Linked DNA regions of Sus scrofa: all the other regions are linked to region 2. A link is a contact called in public Hi-C and promoter capture Hi-C data. All regions are on one chromosome and are shown on one strand. The core of a region is the stretch at or near the end of the contact, and the rest is flanking DNA. Distances in the headings are between cores, read along the strand shown. Region 1 overlaps NME7 (nucleoside diphosphate kinase 7). Region 2 overlaps LOC110260299 (a long non-coding RNA gene). Region 3 holds the start of ATP1B1 (ATPase, Na+/K+ transporting, beta 1 polypeptide).

What was found. Promoter capture Hi-C pulls out the DNA fragments that hold promoters and counts their contacts. A called contact is a pair of places that touch in the nucleus more often than the background predicts.
Region 1: a Hi-C map of liver shows a contact between it and region 2, with 2.5 times the contacts expected there. The contact joins two enhancer-like sites. A contact is called at or near these places in 5 of 47 Hi-C or Micro-C datasets (liver, psoas muscle and skeletal muscle) and 2 of 2 datasets of contacts at active chromatin or transcription factors (alveolar macrophages and skeletal muscle).
Region 3: a contact with region 2 is called in a promoter capture Hi-C map of liver, with 11 times the contacts expected there. The contact joins the promoter of ATP1B1 here to the enhancer-like site in region 2. A contact is called at or near these places in 2 of 5 promoter capture datasets (fetal liver and liver), 6 of 47 Hi-C or Micro-C datasets (liver, psoas muscle and skeletal muscle) and 2 of 2 datasets of contacts at active chromatin or transcription factors (alveolar macrophages and skeletal muscle).

The regions. Positions count from the first base shown.
Region 1 is chr4:81,909,806-81,912,955 of Sscrofa11.1, forward strand. It overlaps NME7 (nucleoside diphosphate kinase 7), which reads left to right. Exons shown (of 13, transcript XM_021089439.1): 13 at 1,658-2,471. The coding sequence ends at 1,690. It overlaps ATP1B1 (ATPase, Na+/K+ transporting, beta 1 polypeptide), which reads right to left. Exons shown (of 6, transcript NM_001001542.1): 6 at 2,738-3,150. The coding sequence ends at 2,932. Among named protein-coding and RNA genes, the nearest start is that of ATP1B1, 26 kb to the right of the region's middle. Within about 2 kb of position 1,571, at least 2 of the 83 cell types and tissues checked have an H3K27ac peak or open chromatin away from gene starts, as enhancers often do. A contact at or near this core is called in liver, where this site is marked.
Region 2 is chr4:82,127,899-82,130,966 of Sscrofa11.1, forward strand. All of the region lies in intron 1 of LOC110260299 (a long non-coding RNA gene), which reads left to right. It also overlaps the pseudogene LOC106510108. Among named protein-coding and RNA genes, the nearest start is that of DPT, 160 kb to the right of the region's middle. Within about 2 kb of position 1,408, at least 7 of the 83 cell types and tissues checked have an H3K27ac peak or open chromatin away from gene starts, as enhancers often do. A contact at or near this core is called in liver, where this site is marked.
Region 3 is chr4:81,935,626-81,938,691 of Sscrofa11.1, forward strand. It overlaps ATP1B1 (ATPase, Na+/K+ transporting, beta 1 polypeptide), which reads right to left and starts at 1,390. Exons shown (of 6, transcript NM_001001542.1): 1 at 1,165-1,390. The coding sequence starts at 1,261.

The DNA.
Region 1 (3,150 bases), core at 321-2,820, 220 kb before region 2:
GCAAAGTGAATCAGTTATTCATATACATATATCCATTCTTTTGTAGATTCTTTTACCATATAGGTTATTACTGAATATTGAGTAGTGTTCCCTGTGCTATACAGTAGGTCCTTGTTGTCTGTTCTATGTATAATAATGTGTATATATTATCCCAAACTCCTAATTTACCTCCCCCAAACCTTCCCCCTTTGGTAATCATAAGTTTGTTTTCAAAGTCTGAGTCTGATACTGTCTTGTAAATTTTGAGTTCACTTATATCACTTTTTTATTTTTATTTTATTTATTTTTTTGTCTTTTTGCCATTTCGTGGGCCGCTCCTGAGGCATATGGAGGTTCCCGGGCTAGGAGTCGTATCGGAGCTATAGCTGCCAGCCTACGCCAGAGCCACAGCAACGCAGGATCCGAGCCGTGTCTGCAACCTACACCACAGCTCACGGCAACGCCGGATCGTTAACCCACTGAGCAAGGGCAGGGACCGAACCCGCCACCTCATGGTTCCTAGTCGGATTCGTTAACCACTGCTCCATGACGGGAACTCTCACTTTTTTAGATTCCAGATGTAAATGATATCATATATTTGTCTTTGACTGACTTCACTTAGTATGAGAATCTCTAGGTCCACCCATTTTGCTGCAGATGGCATTTTTTTTTTTTTATGGCTGAATAATATTGTTTTATATACCACATCTTCTTTATCCAGTCCTCTGTTGGTGGACATTTAGGTTGCTTCCATGTCTTGGCTATTATATACAGTACTGTTATGAACATAGGAGTGTATGTATCTTTTCAAATTATAGTTTTATGTGGATATACGCCCAGGAGCGTGATTGCTGGATCCTAGCAATTCTTAGTTTGAGGAACCTCTGTACTGCTTGCCACAGTGACTCCATCAATATACGTTCCCACCAACAGTGTAGGAAGGTTCCCTTTTCTCCACACCCTTTCCAGCATTTGTGATTTACAGACTTTTTAATTAGGGTCATTCTGACAGGTGTGAGGTGATATCACATTGTAGTTTTAATTTTCATCTAATAATTAGCAATGTTGAGCATCTTTTCATGTGCCTATTGACCATCTGTATGTCTAAATAGACATTTCTTCTGCCTATTTTCTTTTTTCTTGCTTTTTAAGGCCACATCTGTGGCATGTGGAAGTTCCCAGGCTAGGGGTCAAATCAGAGCTGCTGTCGCTGACCTACACCACAGCCACAGCAACGCAGGATCCTTAACCCACTAAACAAGGGCAGGGATCGAATCTGCGTCCTCATGGATCCTAGCCAGGTTTGCAACCCACTAGCGCTACAACGGGAACCCCATTCTGCCCATTTTCTGATTACTAACCTCACTTCTTTTATAAACAGAATTATTAACAACTTTGACATGATTTTTTTTAATAGCCATATCTCATGAAGGACTAGCAGGAACCAAAATTTCATGTTTTCTAAACTGAGTATTGCTGAAAAATAGTTCTAAACTTGAACTTTAAAACTTCATTGATTGAATCTCTGCCTCCGATTAACCTAGCTGTCCCTTGGGGGAGGGGCGTGTGCACTTTGGTGTTCCAGTGTCCAGAGTCCTCGCCCTGCTCTTGGCCTCCGTTGGGTGGAAAAGGCCAAACTTCCATATGAACTAATGAAATCAATGTGTTTGTCTTTCAGGTTCAGTATTTCTTCAAGATCTTGGATAACTAGCAGTAGAGAAAGAAGTCACAGGTTGGGACATTTAGACAAGAGTGAATCATTCACATGAGAAATGTGTTCATTCTTTTATTGTCCATTGTTTTAACCTGACTGAATACAAGATCAACAAGAGCACTGTACTCCTGGCAATTATGACATATGTTAGAACATGGATTTTGCACTGTAGACAACATTTAACACCAGTCTATGGGGTACTGCATTGCTTTTTATAAAGTCCAAAATAAAGATTTTTTTTTTTTTCAAACAAGTGACTTTGGTTTATTTCATACATTACACTTTTTCTTGCAGAAAAAAATAAAATTGTACAACTGCATAAATATAAAATTCTTCCACCATGAAAATGGTTAAAACATTCATAAAGACACAGCACCAGCATGTGATGCCTCCAGAGAAAGGAAAAAAGGAAAGTGAAAGAAAATGTACAAAGCAAATTAATCCACCCTATCACTAGCCAAAGTGACGGGTGCTCCAGATCTCATACACAGCTTCGAACGGACTGGAGGACAGGGGAAAAGAAGTCAAGACAGCATTCAGTACAAAGCACAACACAACCCATCACCTTTTTGAGATTTTCTGTAGTGTCACTTAAAATTTAAAGGGCAGTTCCCCCATGACAGCCCAGCCCACCCCCCCCCCCCACCTAGACCCAGGGAAAAAAGAAAATAATGAAGACCTAACACCACAGGAAAAGACTATATGGAGTGTGTTAAAAATGCTCATTGATGGGCCATTATTTTTGAAAGAGCCAAACTCAAAAAGAAAAAAAAAAAAAGTACCATGCCAGTTTTATTCCCATTGAATATTTACACCTTGGACAGCAAACCTTGCTCACATAAAGTAGAAAACAGATACGATAAAACATGGCTTGAAAAATGACCAAAGTGTGCACCTATAGTACTGTACACTAAATAAAATACACAAGGCAGCAATACTTAGGGGCCAGAAACACTGCTTACTACAAGTCAGTTATGGAATCATAATTTACAGTAAAAATGGGCACGTCCCAAGGCTCGATTTTTATTTTTCTTTTGTCATTTACAGTAGAATAAATATTTTGTTGCTATTGCTACACTTTAAATTTACATTCTAACCTATTAAATGCAGAAAGCTAGTGTAAAGCATATAGATTAAGTGTAGGTCCCATACGTATGACAGTTTGTTCAAGACTAGTAGGTTTTTTGTTTCTGAATCTTTTTAAACTCTTTAAATGGCTAGTGGGAAAGAGCTTGTGATCAGCTCTTAACTTCAATTTTTACATCAAAGCGTCCCTGAAAACGGTCTTTCTCACTGTACCCAATGTTCTCACCATACGCCTTACACTCTATGCGGATTTCAGTGTCCATGGTGAGGTTGGTGAACTGCACAGCCATCAGGGGCTGCAGGTACTTGGGCTGCAGGAGCTTGCCGTAGTAAGGGTAATACTGTAGAGGAAAACCAGGGTAGCCGCCCAG
Region 2 (3,068 bases), core at 158-2,657:
TTTTAGTTTTTGAAAAGAGCACATTAAGAAGATTGTCTAAAATGGGGACCTTGTGCTCAACTGAACTGAAAAATCTATCCAACTGAATAATGGTTTCTTTAAAATCATGTCAAAACTCTTACCCTTTCTCCTTTTCAGAGTGCCCAGGATCCAAAGTGCTTTTGGCAAGGGCCCCAGAAGTGGATGCTGAAGGAGGGGCCAAGGTCAAGTGTGTCAAATCATGTCCTTTCTAGGCTACCTCCTGGGCTGCCAGCATTCAGTGGGACCTTCTTTGAATACGGGAGCAATTTGATATATTATTCAGCAAACAATATAATAGAATGTACAAATGAGCAGTACTTTCCTCTCCATTATAAGAGTTGCTGGGTAACTGTTTTCTCTTTTGCACGTAAACATAGTGTCAACACAGTTTGGGTGAATTTACTTAAGTAATTAATGGTGCATCTTAACAAAGCCATACTTCTGCTTATAATCCCCATATAGACCACTTAGCTTTCTTTTTTCTGTACTGACTGCTTGCACTCCCAAATCTCGCAAATCTAGGGCCTTGATCACCAGGCTGCCGTTGAGAGGCTCTTGGTGGGTAAGTTTATCTGTCTACCCAATGGTGACTCTTTGTTTGAATAGGAATAGTGCATTTCTTCGGAAATAATTTCAGTGTTCCTCTGAACCTCTGCCAAGTGTACTGAAATTGTCGCCCTAACTGAAATGCAAAATGCACAATATTCTATGCCTACAACCCCGAGTCAGTAATTGCACACATAACCTTGAAAGTGCATTGATTGCAAAGGCCTTTATTGTTCGTGGAACCCTGCCACCTGGGGAGGGGACTTTGAACTTTAAGAGCACAGGAACTGTTTGGTCCCTGGAGTACCTTGTTTCGAAATCTGGCTGAACCTCTTTGTTAGCTATGAAAACTTGGGCAAGTCTTCACTTTTTTAATGCTTCATATTCATCATCTAGAATATGAGATAAGCAGTCAGTAAGTGTTAAGTACAAAACAAGAAAATCCGTGTAAAAGCCCTCAGCAGTATCTTGTAAATAACAAATACTCAAATAAGTGTTAATGCTTATAAACACATTAACTTCCATCTTAGGGAAGGGAAAATGAGGATGTAGTAGGTGAAATAATTTATCAAATGATTTGCCAGGTCTGGGTTCATGAAATATTGAAATAGATTCTGCGCAAAAGTTAACTTTCTGCTTATGGAGAGGTAGTTGAGATCATTGGTTAAACAACACATTTAATGTATGAGGAAGAAATGGAAAAGAAGAGCCAGAATGATTACATTTTCATTTTTATTTTAAAATTTTTGGCAAGAATCACCTCACCAACCAGTCTGCATGGTTTTCTTTGGCAGCAGAACACAGTTAAAGGTTCCTTGGCTCACAACAGATCATTGACCAATTAGATGATCATGGTGAGTAACTTACTGGCTCTGAACCAGTTTTTCCATTGCAAAAAAGGGATGAGAGATCTTAGTTCATTGGATTCTCACGAGGAATGTGTAAGATAATACATGTGAAGGTACTTCCTAATCCATAAAATACTTGAAAAATTATTACTATTTGTGGCCGAAGGGTTTAATAATAAATTTACATAATTCCTTGAAAACCATTTAAGGAGTGAATGCTGACAGAAAGAGTAGGCCCAGCTCTTCTTTTTCTGGATCTATGTTATTGATACCCTGCTGGACACCAGATGAAGTAAGCCTGTTCTAAAGTCTCTCTCATGGCATGTCCACAATTCTGCTCCCTGCCCTCACTGACCACATATGACAGAAGTACTAATAGGCTGAGGAAGGACGAAATCCTCCCTTTGAGTATCTTGTTTCTTTTTCGGGGAAAGAGTCCCTCTCCTCAAAGAACTGAAATCCATTTCTTGATATGGAAGTTATTGGAAAAAATTATTTGCAAAGAAAATCTTACTAAAAAACAAAAACAAACAACTACCCAAAACCCACAAACAAAAAAATCCCACTGAATCAGATGGCGTTATTTCTTCAGATTCATTAGTTGGAAAAGAGCTGCCTCTCTTTAGGCACTGTGGGTGAGGGTCCTCCAAGCATTTATTTGTGATAATGGGTGAAGCTGGGTCACTCGACTTTAGCTGGAAAGGATCCTCCATCTACAGTTGGAATGTTCCTCTTTTGAAAATGAGAAAACTGAAGCCTGGAGTATGTTAAAACTCCCATTTTCATATCCAGTTTTATGTCTTGCCATATCCAAGTTTTTATTTTGTATTTTAGCCATGCAACATTTATTATTTTAGTCTCTGCAGTGCTCTGTGTATGTATGCTTCTACCTCGGGGCGTTTGCACATGTTATTTTTATGTCTTGAACAAATCTCTCTCTTTCTCTACCCCTCCCTCTTTATACCATTTCGTGTGTCTATAGCCTACCCCACAGTGATTGATATTATAGCACTTGTAATTTATCCATCCGTCTGTCTCCTTCACCAGACTGTGCATCTAAAGAGAAGGACCATTTCACCACTTAATAATCCCCAATGTATTCCTTTTGCTCTGCCAAGTTCTTGGTTTATTTTAAATGTTCAACAAGTACTTGTGGAATGAAAACATAAATGAAGATGTGCTAATACTTTTATTTTTAACGTTTTAATCTCCTTTGGATATTTTTGTAACCTTCAAGGGTGTAAAATCCTTATATGGTATGTAAGGGCCTAGGGTTTTTAAGCTCTCAGTCAATGATAAAATGAAACAACTAGGGCTTCTTATTAAATCTGAGCAAAGACGTAGTCATAGGCAAAGTTGCTTTTTTTATTCAACAAAGTTAACACCTCAAAGATATAATGAAAAAATGGAAGAGATTATGGAAAATGTTGGATTCCTATGGGGAGAAGGAAGATATGTCTTTGAAAGTAGCTCCAGATAAATGAAGAGAATTGAAGTCCTAGCATTGGGATAGCTAATTGGTGAGAATTACTGTAGATATGTAGAGTAATTGTCAGTTGAGGAAGACTATATAAAAGTAGGAAACATCCTACCTTGAGGGATTTAGAGCAAGGGCTGGGCACTGGTTCAGGCACCTAAGAATACCTTTTTCTC
Region 3 (3,066 bases), core at 140-2,639, 190 kb before region 2:
GGTGCATTTTTTTTTCCTCTACAGAAAATCATATATTCTAGCTTCTTCCATTTCAAAATGTCAGCCAAGCAATATTTCCCTGACTCATTCTCCTGCCCATGCTCACAGATCCTCCCAATCAGGAACACCACATCAGCACCTACCCAGGGCTCCCTTAGTGGCTGCAGTGGTGGTGCTAGTGGTGCAGATGATGATGATGGTGATGATGATATTAGAGAAGGGGGGGCAGTGATGCAGGAGGGGGGAGTTCCCTCCCTCTCTCTCTCTCTTCCGCAGTCACGACTCTTACAGATTTGCCTACAACTGCCCTTCAAAATGACCTTTTAAAAAAAGTCACCCTTCCTGTGTAGAGAGGTGGAAGACAAGTAAGCAATATAATTTTCAATGGGGAGGGGGTCTATTTAGCCAAGCAACAGGCTGCCCCAAATCGTATCAGATGACCTGCCTCTGCCTTTGTGCCATTTATTTCACACTAACCCTTCATCGTACCCGGTTCTGCATCTGGCTCTGTAGACACTGACAACAACCCGATTTTGCCATGTTTTGGGGCCAAGGCTCAGAAACGGAGTCCTGACATGGAGCTTCCTGGGTCATTCCTGGGCTGTGATGACTCCACGGCAGTTCACTGGAGGAAACTCTGGGCATCGCTACGAAATACTGCAGTGTGTATGGATTCTGCCATCACTACCGCTCCCCGCACCCCCACCCCACCCCCGCCCGCCGCCGGCCTTTGGAGGTACATATTTAGACTAGAAAAAAAAGGTGCTTTAACACACAACCTCGCCTGCATTCGGTCCGATTACCCTCAGGCTGTTCTTTCAGAGCCTCAAATCTTATTTTTTAGGACCTGACTACAAGAAGAGACATATCTAGTCTCCCACAGCCCGACCATGCCCAGGACCGAAGGGCTCAAGCGATGTCATATAAACTGCAAGTTCCCAAGACCGCTACAATATACGTAACCCTCTGCTTGCCCGCGCCTATCCAGGGATTCTGAATTCCATACAGGACAGCAAGCCCAGGCCCGCGCGATCGTAGCAGTGCTCACCACCCGACCCTCCGCCCTTGCCAGCGCGGAGCGCGCGGTGCGGTCCGCAGAGCCTGCCCGGGGGATGAGCCGAAAGGCAAGGCGCTGGGGGCGAGAGCTGCGAAACCCATACTTACACCAACTGCCACCGGTCCTGCCCAAAAACTCCTTCTTTTCGGAGTTCCAGATGAATTTCTTCCAGCTGCCCTCCTCCTTGGCTTTTCCGCGGGCCATGGTGGCGGGTCAGCAGCTGCTGCGGGGATTGAAGATGGGTGATTGCCGCGTGCGCTCTTGCGTCCTCTCCTGCCGATCAGTGTCCCCTGCCTGGCTCTCCGCAGGCTGCACCCGCCGCTGCCGCTGCGGCTTTCAGAGTGCCAGACGCGCGGTGGAGGAGCAGAGTCAGGAGCGGGAGGAGGGGGAGGCGGCGGCGGCGGGGGCGGAGGGAGGAGGGAGGGACCGCGCAGGCTGGGCGTCTCCGAGCCCCGCACCTATTGGTGGGCGCACGACCGCTCACTGGCCCTCTTTGGTCCGCCACGCGCTCCCCTTGCCCTTGGGGATTCGGGGGCTCCACAAACCCGCAGCTGCCACTCCAGCTGCCACCGAGGACGCGTGCTCGGCCCCCGCCTCCTGTGACCTCTGCAGAGACAGGCAGGGGACAAGGAAAAGTCAAAGGGAAGGACGAACAAATGGACTGCGGGCCCAGGCTACAGCCACCCGCCACGAGCCGAGAAATTGGCTGAGGGCGCACGCCCTACCTTTACTATATACCGCGCCGTGGCGACGGGGCGCCCCGCCCACTAGCGACCCGGCGGGCCAATAGCCGGCGTGGAGGGGGCGGGGCCTGGGGCCCGAGGGGGCGGGCGCGGGGTTGGCACAAAGGAGCTGCGGTAGCGGCGTGAGGGGCGGTCTAGGGAGCCAGGGAGCGGGGGCGCGGGGAGGGGCGGAGAGAACTGTGAGTGGCGAGGCCGCAGCACCTAACAGCCCCCTCCTCGCGTTGGGCTGTGCACGAACCCGCCTTTTCCGTAGTGAGGTGACCCGCACCTGCCTTGCCTGGCGCCCCGCAGACCCTTCGGGACCCCAGCCCGGCTGTCCCGATCCAGTCAGTCCCTCTCGTGCACTCTCAGCCTCTCTTCTCCGCACTTCCACTTCTCCTAGGCCCTAGCTGGGTGGGGGTAGGTCACTCCGGGACGCCTGAGAATCAGGGACTCTGCCCAGCTCCGCCCCGCCTCTCTGCTGCTGCACCTGCCACCCCCTCCGGTCTCCCCGCCACTGCGGTTGCAGTTCCGGCCCGTCCCTCTCCTTCCAGGCCAGCCCAGCCAGCAGCCCTGGCTCCTGACTGCCGGGCTATGCTCCTTGTGGGCGGCCTGAACCACCTCAAGCAGGATAATTGCCAAACCCACCCAGGGCGGCAAGCCGGATCCGGGGTTTGAAAGGGGTAGGAGGTGTTGGAGGCCGACCAGCCGGCCCCCAGTGGGTCGCTCCTTCAGAAACCAGTCGCATTGCCTGGCGGCTCACACCAGTCTAGACCCCGGCGGCGACAATGTTTGCACGTGACCTAGCCACCAATGACTCCCCTTGGCGTCGAATCCCAGGCTGGTGTTCTCAGGGACGGGTTTTCACGCCCCTTGGGTGGGTACCGACCACTTTGTTCTTCTCTAAAAGACCTGGGGCCAAAAAGGATCTGGAAAGCCTAGTATAAATCGCGAGAAGGTGCAGGCAATCCTTGGCATCCTTTATCCCTCCCCCTTCTTTATCCCCTGTGCATCAACAGCCAAACTCCTTGGTTTCATCTCCCTCCGCCAAACCCCTGAGCAGCTTCACACATCCCTCTTGAGGCAGTGACACAGCAGAAATCAGCAGGGGCGCCTCTGCAGTCAATGTACAGAAGCTACATCCCCAGGGAGCTATGTAGCCCATCCCAGAAAAGATTTCCCCTCCCTGTATCCAGACAGACAACGCAAGGGAGGCTTGTCAGGGTTTCCTTTCTGTCACCCAGGTCAAACTCGCAGGTCTATGGACAAGCTTGAATTGCTGTAGCA